3 separate regions of the Mus musculus genome follow, and all the other regions are linked to region 3. A link is a contact called in public Hi-C and Micro-C data. All regions are on one chromosome and are shown on one strand. Each heading gives the region's core, a stretch centred on a gene start, on an enhancer-like site or on the middle of the called end of the contact. The rest is flanking DNA. Distances are from core to core; before and after follow the strand shown. Region 1 holds the start of Ncbp1 (nuclear cap binding protein subunit 1). Region 2 holds the start of Pax5 (paired box 5). Region 3 holds the start of Shb (src homology 2 domain-containing transforming protein B).

Region 1 (2,917 bases), core at 312-2,811, 610 kb after region 3:
CCCCCAGAGGCTCCTCTCTATACAATCCAGACCTTTTGGCCTCCTTGTTGGGCCTCCTTCCCTTCTTTCTTTGCTCCTGTGTTCTTCCCTCCTCCACCCCCATCCCCATAGTGACTTCCCTGGTCTCAATCCTGGTAGCGGTCAGTGAACTCACCTGAGAGCAGATTCCCAATAAACCCATTTTTAATATATTCTCATCTGGCTCGAATTGGCTCATTTCAGGCAACTGGAGCCAGATGAGAATATATTAAAATCCTTTCTTGGAGGACTCTTCCAAAGTCTTACTCTGGATAATCTGTCCTCAATAGCAAAGGATGAGTGATAATTTGTACCACTCGCCCTTTGCTATTAAGTCCGTCAGACTACAGTACCTGTGATCATTCCTGAGAGGGTCACTTAGGGCTTCAGTATCCTGAACACCGTCTCGTTGTCCCATGTACAGACGGTGACAAATGTTAATTAATACAATATAGTACTTGCTGAATGAAATAAAGCAAGAGTTGAGGAGTCAGAGAAATAACTCTGTAGGTCCCTGACAGTTAGTCATGTAAATTTCAGAGCAGAGACCAACAGATAAAGAAAATAAGTCTTGATTCCTAAAATGTGAACAAGCTGGACTTTAGCAGAAGAACATGGTGGTTTACACACAATGACGGGAACAGAACCCAAGAAGCCATAGTTTGGAATTCGCAGTGGAAATTCCTGGAAAGATGGATTGCTTGCATGTACGAATAAATAAATGAAAAGAATAGAAAAACGATAATCTTTAAAATAAACAAAGAGAAGTAGAGCCGGAAAGATGGCAAGATGGCTCACTGGTTAAGAGTGCTTACTGCTCTAGCAGAAGACCCGGGATTCAGCACCCCCACCCCGCTCCCGCGCACTCTCCTCCTTGCTCACAGAGAGTCTGAAACTCCAGTTCCAGGATGATGTACAGACTTACAAATACATAAAATATTGCTTTAAGTCTGTGAAGAGTTTTAAGCATAGTAAATAAGTTTGACTAGACTTGCTCTCAGAGTATAGCAGGCAGTGTTAGTGGATAAACTGTAACACAGGAAGTGAAGGAGCTAATGACTCCTCCCTAAATTCTTGGATTTAAGCAAACTACCGAAACGGCCATTTACTGTAACAGGTAAGACTGAAGGAAAAGTTTGGGCTAGACCATGGACAAGACAGTTTGGTGTCCATCACAGGGCAGAGGACGTCCACATACTGTACACGTGCAGAGGAATAGAACAATTGGAACCACACCGATCAGTAGCTGGGGCGTCCGTCAGCTGGGAGAAGTAGGCAGTAGGACTACAGTGAGCAGATTCAGCCGGACGGGCCTGGATTCCCTACCGCTGAAAGTGGCTTGCCCTCCTCCCCGCTCAGGTCTCCCGAGGCGTCTACAGCGGGATGGCGAGAGAGAAAGAGAGAACACCTACCCGCAAACCCTAGGCCTTTCCTGGGTCTCCCTTCACCAACTTGGCGCTGCTCCCCGCCCTCGAGCCCACGCCCCCCGGCGCGCGCGTGCGCAGAGAGTCCCTGAGCCGTCACCTTTCTCCGGAAGTCTCCTAAGTCGTCGGCGCAGGGGCCGCCGGGAAAATCCCGCCGGGCCTGTATAAAGCCGAGGCGGGATCGCTGCGGCCCGGATAATTTAGCTCGCTGTCCAGAAGGGCCCGGGGTGGAAAGCCGGAGGAGGCGGCCGCAATTGGACTTGCAGACGCCGGCCTTCCACTGCGGAGCCCATCCGGTGCCCCTCTGCACGCGCTTCCGGCAGGCGTCGTAAGCGAGTGCGCCTGCGCGCCGCTCAGTCCGCGCGCCTCGCCGCTGACCGCGCACCGGCCGGCCGGCAGCCCGACGGTTCTGGGGTTGCAGGCGGCTAGCAACTCAGATCGGCTGCGCACCAGCAAGCAGCATGTCGCGGAGGCGGCACAGCTACGAGAACGATGGTAAGTGCTCTCGGCCTGGCCACTGCGTCCGGGTGAGAACCGAGGCCGGGCTCGCCTTCAGTCTCCCGGGAACGGATAGGAATCCTTTCTCCCCGGGAGGGCTCGGGGAGCCCCAAAGGGAGGCTGCTGGCTCGGTTGTGGATAGTGGCTTCGGGAAAGCGACGGCCTCCCTGCTACCCCATCTCCTTCAGTCATGGGAAAGGAAGGCCTGGTGAATCCCGTGAGCAAATCCGACCTGGGGTCCCGCGACACTGAGGACTTAATCCCTCACTACTGATCATGGAAACCGCACGTGTGTCTGTCTGCTGCTGCCTCTTAGGATCACTTAGTGGAGGAGATATATCTAGTGGACCAGTGTTTTCCTTTTAGCCCTCCAGGGTGTACTTGGAAAGGACCCTGGGAAGACAGGAAAAGAACAAAGCTATGACAGAGGTCGGATGTATTGCAATCTGAGCCCTTCTCCTCCACCTGCCACCCGCTGATTCCCCTCTTTTAGGCTTCAAAAAAAGAATACCAACACCCCAGAGGTCACTAATAAACAGGCACGGGGTGTTTTGTTGGATTGGCTTTAAGCATATTTCCCTTATAAGAAAGTGCAGGAAAACCCGAGCAGATTATTAATTCTCATGTCAGTTTTGATGGTCGCCGGCAAGGACGTCGTTGTGTTGCCATAAATTTTGTTTTGTTGCACCATTATTGCCTTTCAAGAACACACTTGGAGCTGTTAGTGTTAGGTCCAAAGGGTTAAGGCAAGAAAAAACTTTAGAACCGAAGGGTTTAGGTTCGAAGCTCGACATCTCGATTATTTACTATGTGATCTTGTCAGGGTCATATGACTTCTTAAACCTAAGCGTGGACTGTGGATAATACTAAGCCATTTGGTTTCTACGGGGGGCTAAATGAGATATTGTGCTCACCAGTAGTTCATGATGATGTTTATTTTGTCAACTGCTAATGTCTCAGAGGTGATACACACAGAT
Region 2 (2,899 bases), core at 356-2,855, 820 kb before region 3:
GCAAAACAGGATGGCATACCATGTTATGTCTTAGCATAGACAGAGGCCTACTGCCCTGCCACATCTCAAACATAAACATATCCTGCTACCCACTGCATGGGCCTCTGGGAGGCACAGGGGCACTGTGCCAAGAAGGCCTGTGTACATACAGTAACCCCAGCTGAATGACCAGGCTAGGCTCACATACCCACCCACTTGTGCTCTCCTTCATTGGAGCAGCACCCACAGGACAAAGCCTGAGCATACAGTGTGACATATATACACACACAATGTCAGAGGCTAATCTAGGTGACAGCCTAAAGGCAAGGGATTGGAGTGTGTGTGTGTGTGTGTGTGTGTGTGTGTGTGTACACTGTCAAAATGTCATCAGTAGTCCACAGACTGTTCTTACCTACCAAAGTTGTGCTTGCTGTAGGAGACCCTTGTACACAAATGCTAAATGCAACACTACACTAATGAGACAGTGCACACTGCACAGTGAGAGCTTAATTGCCCTGAATTCACATCACTTTTGATTCTATCTCTCAATATTATAAGACTTAGGCCTGGCAGCACATGTGTTGTATACTATACCCCTAGTAGGCCCCAGAGCTATACCAGTGCTAGAGACAAGCACTTTTGTATGTATTGGTATGTACACATTGGGCAGCTGTTGACATCCAAAAATGGAGGGGTCAGAGAACCACCTCTTTCTTACTTCCAAAATCACTTGGGATATAGAGATGACCAGACCTCTTAAGCAGTAGATGTCCAGTGAGTGAGATGCTTATCAAACTATATACACAGAATTTACACAAACACACATCTTGGAGTCTTAAAAAGAACGCACACAAACACTAACTCATAAACACATGCTAATATGCTCAAGGCAAGATACAAGCTAGTAAAGATGCCAACAGGCGTACAAACTCAAACTGAACACCTATTTGGGGTAACACAAACTCCTGCACACATTGATCTCCTCAAGTGAGCACACAGATCCAAACTTGAACATCTCCAGATTAACACCAACACAAGTATCAGAAACAGAATCAAACAAAACCAAAGAAAACAGGCCTCCTTGAAGACACCTTGACGGACTAGTGAAAACCATGTGAACGCACTGTAGAAGGACAGGCCTTTTCCTGAGAAAACTACACACACACACACACACACACACACACACACACACAAACACACACACCTTTCTTCTTGCATGGATATTAGCATGGATACTAGCACTGGGTAGTGTCCCAGAGTAAGCATGGATGAATCCCGTTTCGCGGTGTTCCTACCTGTCCTGATGGTCCGAGGAGTCGGGTAATTTTTCTCTAAATCCATTTCGATATTTCAGGACTTGATGAAATGGACAGCGAGGAAAAGTTTCCACTTTTTTTGGGGTGTCTTTTTTCCTTTTCTTTCTTTTTTCTTTTCTTTTTTCTTTCTTTGTTTTATTTTCTTTTCTCCCTCTTTTTCTTTCTTCCTTTCCTCTTTCTTTCTTTCTTTCTTTCTTTCTTTCTTTCTTTCTTTCTTTCTTTCTTTCTTTCTTTCTTTTTTTTGGTGCTGGGGCCCGCTCACAAGTCGGAATAATTGAAGCCTTCCGCTCCCCCGCCGAGCTGGGGTAGCTGATCACTGAGCTGAAACTAAACGTTTTAGGTGGAAAAAAAGCGTCCGAAGGCACCGTGAAATGATTAAGGAACTAAAGAGCTTCTCGCCATGTGAGATCATGTCCTGTTCTCGCCAACATCACAAGATGTCCCCAGACACGTCGCGCCCCCGGCGCACCGCCCCGCACTGCGGGCCAAGAACCAGGGAAAGGGTGTCAGCTCTGCGGCCTGCCCAGCGTGCCAGACGGGGCGGACCAGGCCTGGCCGAAGGTGTGCAAGAGGCCCAGAGAGCAGCAATGCCGCCTCGGTGCCGCCTTGGACTTTTATAGGGGGTTGGGGGCAGGGAAGGAAAGATTCAGACTGCGCCCGGCCCGGCGTTAGTCGCGCGCCTAGGGGAAGGAGAACCTGAGTCACAGGGTCGTACCCGCTTCCAAACCTGTGTCTGGGGGTCGCGGCCCTGTGCGCTTTTGCTCTACATGTAAACTCTGCTTTGTGAGGGCCAGTAGGCCCATTTTTTTATTTTAAAGAAAGAACAATTCTGCCAAGCAAGTGGTTTTGAACCCTGTACTAGCACAATTGTCAACCACAGGGGATGCTCCAGCATCCTCAGATTCACCCCTAGGGCGGCGCCCGCCCTCGGGGTTCCCAACTACCCCACCCCCAACTCAATTGCAACCTCCATAGGTCTGCTGGGCTCATCTTCCAGGGCAGCTTCAGATCACTACAGTATCTAGGTCCCATTCAGCCACCAGGTCCCAGATCTCCCCTTTAGAACTCGACCCTTTTTACCCCAGAGCCCAGAGGTTCAGCGGAAAGCTGCTGATAAAACCCGGTCCTCTGCTTTTGGAGCACCCGGGCCAAGCAGAACCATCCTAGCAGGCTCGGAGAACAGGCAAAAATTCTGGACACCTTACCCAGGCCCCTAAATGGAATCCCACTGCCCTCGGGCCAAGAGACCTTGTAGCATCCCCGAGTTCCCAGACTTGATTTTCCAGAGAGAAAATCGGTTGCAGAGGAACTAGGTAAAGGTGTGGTGTCCAACCTCGCTCCCTGCCGTCCGAGCTCAAGCCTCCTCTACTCTGCTCCCTCCCCAGTCTGAATTCCAAGCGGCTGGGTTTGGCCGCGAGAAGCCTATAGAGCCCCGTTGCGGGGGTGGTCGCAGGGGAAGGTTCTCCAGGGCGGGTGAGCGCTCTAGGGCCACTGGACAATGGCAGTTTCGGAAAGTGAATCGCTCTCCGAGAGTGTTTGTTTGATTTTTTTTTTTTTGGAGGGGGGTGGTCACGAGGCTGGGCTGCAACCTAGGGGAGAGAGCC
Region 3 (3,128 bases), core at 226-2,725:
GGTAGTTAGACGGGGTGCTCTCGCTCTGGCTCTGGGATCCGCAAGGGTGCGTTTGGGGAGCAGGAACCAAAGAGTCGGAGTCTAATCACCATCTGGCAAAATGAGCGCTGTAGCCTAGACCCCAGGATGCCAGAGCAAAGTTGATGCAAGGGATGGGAAACGTGGCAGTGCCTCAGTTCCCCAAGCGCACCAATAGCTTTGGAGCTTACCTTATCTTTCTGACCAGCTCCGGTCTCCTCGGCGGAGCACTTGTTGAGCAGTTTTTTGCCTCCGCAGGTCGTCGGGCTCCAGGTACGGCCGCCAGAGCACACGCCTCCCGGAGGGTCCCCCGCAGCGCTCGCGCTCTCCACTTTGATGAGTCGGTGCTTAGGGGAGATGTAGCGCACCTCCGCCGGCGTCGTCGGCCGCCGCTCGCTGCTGCTGCGGTAGAGGTGCGGGGAGCCGGAGGATGAGGACGAGGACGCGGCGGCGCCCGCTCCCGCCGCCGCGCAGCAGCAGCCCGCAGCTCCCGCTGCCGCCGTGAAGGCGCGCTGGCCCCCGCCGGGGTCCCCGCCGCCGCCGCCGCCGCAGTAGTCCAGGCGGCACATAGCTCGCAGTTTGCGCAGCGACGAGCCCGGCCCGTTGTACGGGTCCTCGAAGTCGCGCTCCTTCTGCGCGCGGTAGGCGCGGATGAGGTCACTCGTGCTGCCGCTGTCGTCGGGCAGAGAGCCCGACGAGGCCGAGAAGCAGGCGGCGGCCGACCCACAGGACGCCGAGGACGCCGAGCAGGCCTGCGGCACGGCCTGCGGGGGCTGCTCTCGTCGCTCGCCCCGGCGCCGCTGCTCCCGGTAGTCCGGCCTCGGCGGCTGCGGCGGACTCTTAGTCTTGCTGTTGCCCAAGCTGAAGTACTTGTTCAGCCACTTGGCCATGGCGAAGGGCCGCCTAGGGCCGCGGCGCGCGAGCCCGGTCCGCCGCCGCGGCCATTCGGGGGACAACGCTGTCGCCCAGTCCCGCAACGCCCCTGCCCCGGTGGGGGGCGTGCGGGGCACCGGTCGCCAAGTTCAAGTTCTCGCAGCCGCCGCCTCCTGCCGGCCGCCGCCTGGCTCCGGCCGCTGCTGCACAGCCCTCCGCCCCTGCCGCGCGCCGACCGAGCTTTGGATCTCGCGCCCCGCACAGACGTGTCTCATAGGGACCCGGGCCGCCTAGAGCGGAAGGCCAGGCGCCCCCCGCCGCGCACGCCCGCACCCAGCGCCCCCACCCTCGCGGAGCGCGCCCCTGCCCCGTGCGAGCCGCGGCCAGCTGCGGGCTTCTCGAGTGCACGGGGGCGAGCCCGGCCCCACTGCGGGTCGGAAAACAAGCGAACGAATGAGGGAGGCGGCCGGCGCCTGGCGGAGCCCGCGCGCCCCTGCCCGTCCCGGCGGCGCCTGGCTCTGCCGCTGCCTCTGCTGCCGCCTCCCGAGCCGCCGCGTGTGTGACACTCGGCCGCCAGAACCCGCCCAGCGCCGCGGCCCCGCCCCTTCCCGCAGGCCCCACCCCTCCGCCAATGCCACGCCCCTCCTAGGCCACGCCCCCGCGTGCAGCCAGGAACCTCCTCACGACTGCACGAGCCACCTCCTGCGGCCGCCTGGGCGCCAGCTCCGGGGTCCTGCCCTAGGGCGCCCGCGTCCTGCGGCTTGGCAGGCCGTGCCTCCCTCCAGCAGGGACTGCGGCTCTTTGAAGCCAAAGCAGTCAGCACAGTCCCTGGGGGCCCACGCGCCGTGCACTCTAGGAATGGATGTCCACCATCGAGGTGGTAGGCAGGCTGGACTAACGCACGACCTCTAGTTGACCGAGAGGACCATGCAGAGGAGATGCCCTAAAATGAGAGAGTGGCTGTCCCTCTTCTCTTTAAAGGGACAGAGACTCCGGTTCAGCTTTTCCGGCGCCGGGTCTTCGGAAAAACTCTTTATGCTAATGAGTGTATTAGCAATCCAGATGACGGATCCGGACGGGATAGGCGGCTGGGACCAGGCGGGGCACCAATCCCTGAGCAAGGCTAAGGGGAGGTCGGACTGTTTGCTTACCTTTTCACCTTCTAGGAAGTGGGGCTTTAACCCTGTTCACTGCCAACCTAGTGGAACCAGCTATGTAAACATTTAACGCTTAAGGTTGCCGGAGCTGGCGAGACTCTATTTAATCCAGAGACAGTTTTCCAGATGGAGAAACTGAGGCCCCGAGGTAGATTATACATGGATGACTAGGATCTGGTGGCACTGTGATGATGTAACTTAAGACAATGGAGTTATTATCCAAACGTGAGGAAACCCAGGCCAAAGGGGGGTAGCTTTCTGAGTCTGCTCTCAGAGGGGGTAGCAGGAGCCTTGTCAAGAACAAAATACTGCCTGAAAATGAAATAAGATATCTGCCTTCTAGATGTTAGATATGTTTGGAAGTTCTATTTGGCCAGCCCCACCCCCCATCCCCCTTGAGTACCTCTGAGCTGAAACCGTCCTTCAGAATGGTGATTTGCCAAAATAACACACTGTGACCGTAATTTCACCTGTCACCTGTACATTATATATAGGTTGGACACACTGTTTTTCCTGTGTCCTGTAGGAACAGTAACCTATCGAAGTAGAGAGCAAATCCAGGATCTGCTAGTACTGGAGGTCAGACTCTCATCCTGAGACTTCGGGACCTGGTAAGGCACAATGTGACCTCTTCCAAACTCTCCCTGCGACCTACCAGACTCAGGCTCCAGCGACACCACACTAGAAAAAGGCAGACCCATGACTCCGAAGGCTCCAATCTATCTGCTCAGCCCCACGTAGTCAGACTACTTGCCTCTCTCGTTCCCTAAGACCACTTGAATTTCCCAAACCCCACTGCTACCTGAACCCCAACAATCTCCGATAACATTCCCACTTATTTCTTACCTGAGACCTATTCATTTAGCATCCTTAGGAAATAGTCTTAAACTCTGCACACAGGACAAGGCTGAACGTTTGGTGTGTGGAGCATAGATAGGGAGAGACCCCAGAAGTTGATGCTGAGATGCTTATTTTGGGTATCCCTACACTTATATGTCTCAAATTACCCTTTAAATCCTTGCTCTGCTGCGCAAGCACTTAATCATGCTGCATGGAGGGAGGCCCCAATTAAGGGGAAAA

The links. A called contact is a pair of places that touch in the nucleus more often than the background predicts.
Region 1: a contact with region 3 is called in a Hi-C map of CD8 T cells, with 4 times the contacts expected there. The contact joins the promoter of Ncbp1 here to the promoter of Shb in region 3. A contact is called at or near these places in 2 of 39 promoter capture datasets (the 3T3-L1 cell line and hippocampal neurons), 7 of 484 Hi-C or Micro-C datasets (CD4 T cells, CD8 T cells, cortical neurons and 3 more) and 4 of 115 datasets of contacts at active chromatin or transcription factors (extraembryonic endoderm stem cells, fetal liver, microglia and 1 more).
Region 2: a contact with region 3 is called in a Micro-C map of embryonic stem cells, with 5 times the contacts expected there. The contact joins the promoter of Pax5 here to the promoter of Shb in region 3. A contact is called at or near these places in 3 of 484 Hi-C or Micro-C datasets (all in embryonic stem cells).

Annotation. Positions count from the first base shown.
Region 1 is chr4:46,136,950-46,139,866 of GRCm38.p6, forward strand. It overlaps Ncbp1 (nuclear cap binding protein subunit 1), which reads left to right and starts at 1,562. Exons shown (of 23, transcript NM_001033201.3): 1 at 1,562-1,937. The coding sequence starts at 1,904. It overlaps Tstd2 (thiosulfate sulfurtransferase (rhodanese)-like domain containing 2), which reads right to left and starts at 1,526. Exons shown (of 10, transcript NM_173033.3): 1 at 1,431-1,526.
Region 2 is chr4:44,709,089-44,711,987 of GRCm38.p6, forward strand. It overlaps Pax5 (paired box 5), which reads right to left and starts at 1,606. Exons shown (of 10, transcript NM_008782.3): 1 at 1,275-1,606. The coding sequence starts at 1,320. RefSeq lists a promoter at 1,838-2,899.
Region 3 is chr4:45,529,353-45,532,480 of GRCm38.p6, forward strand. It overlaps Shb (src homology 2 domain-containing transforming protein B), which reads right to left and starts at 1,476. Exons shown (of 6, transcript NM_001033306.1): 1 at 210-1,476. The coding sequence starts at 908.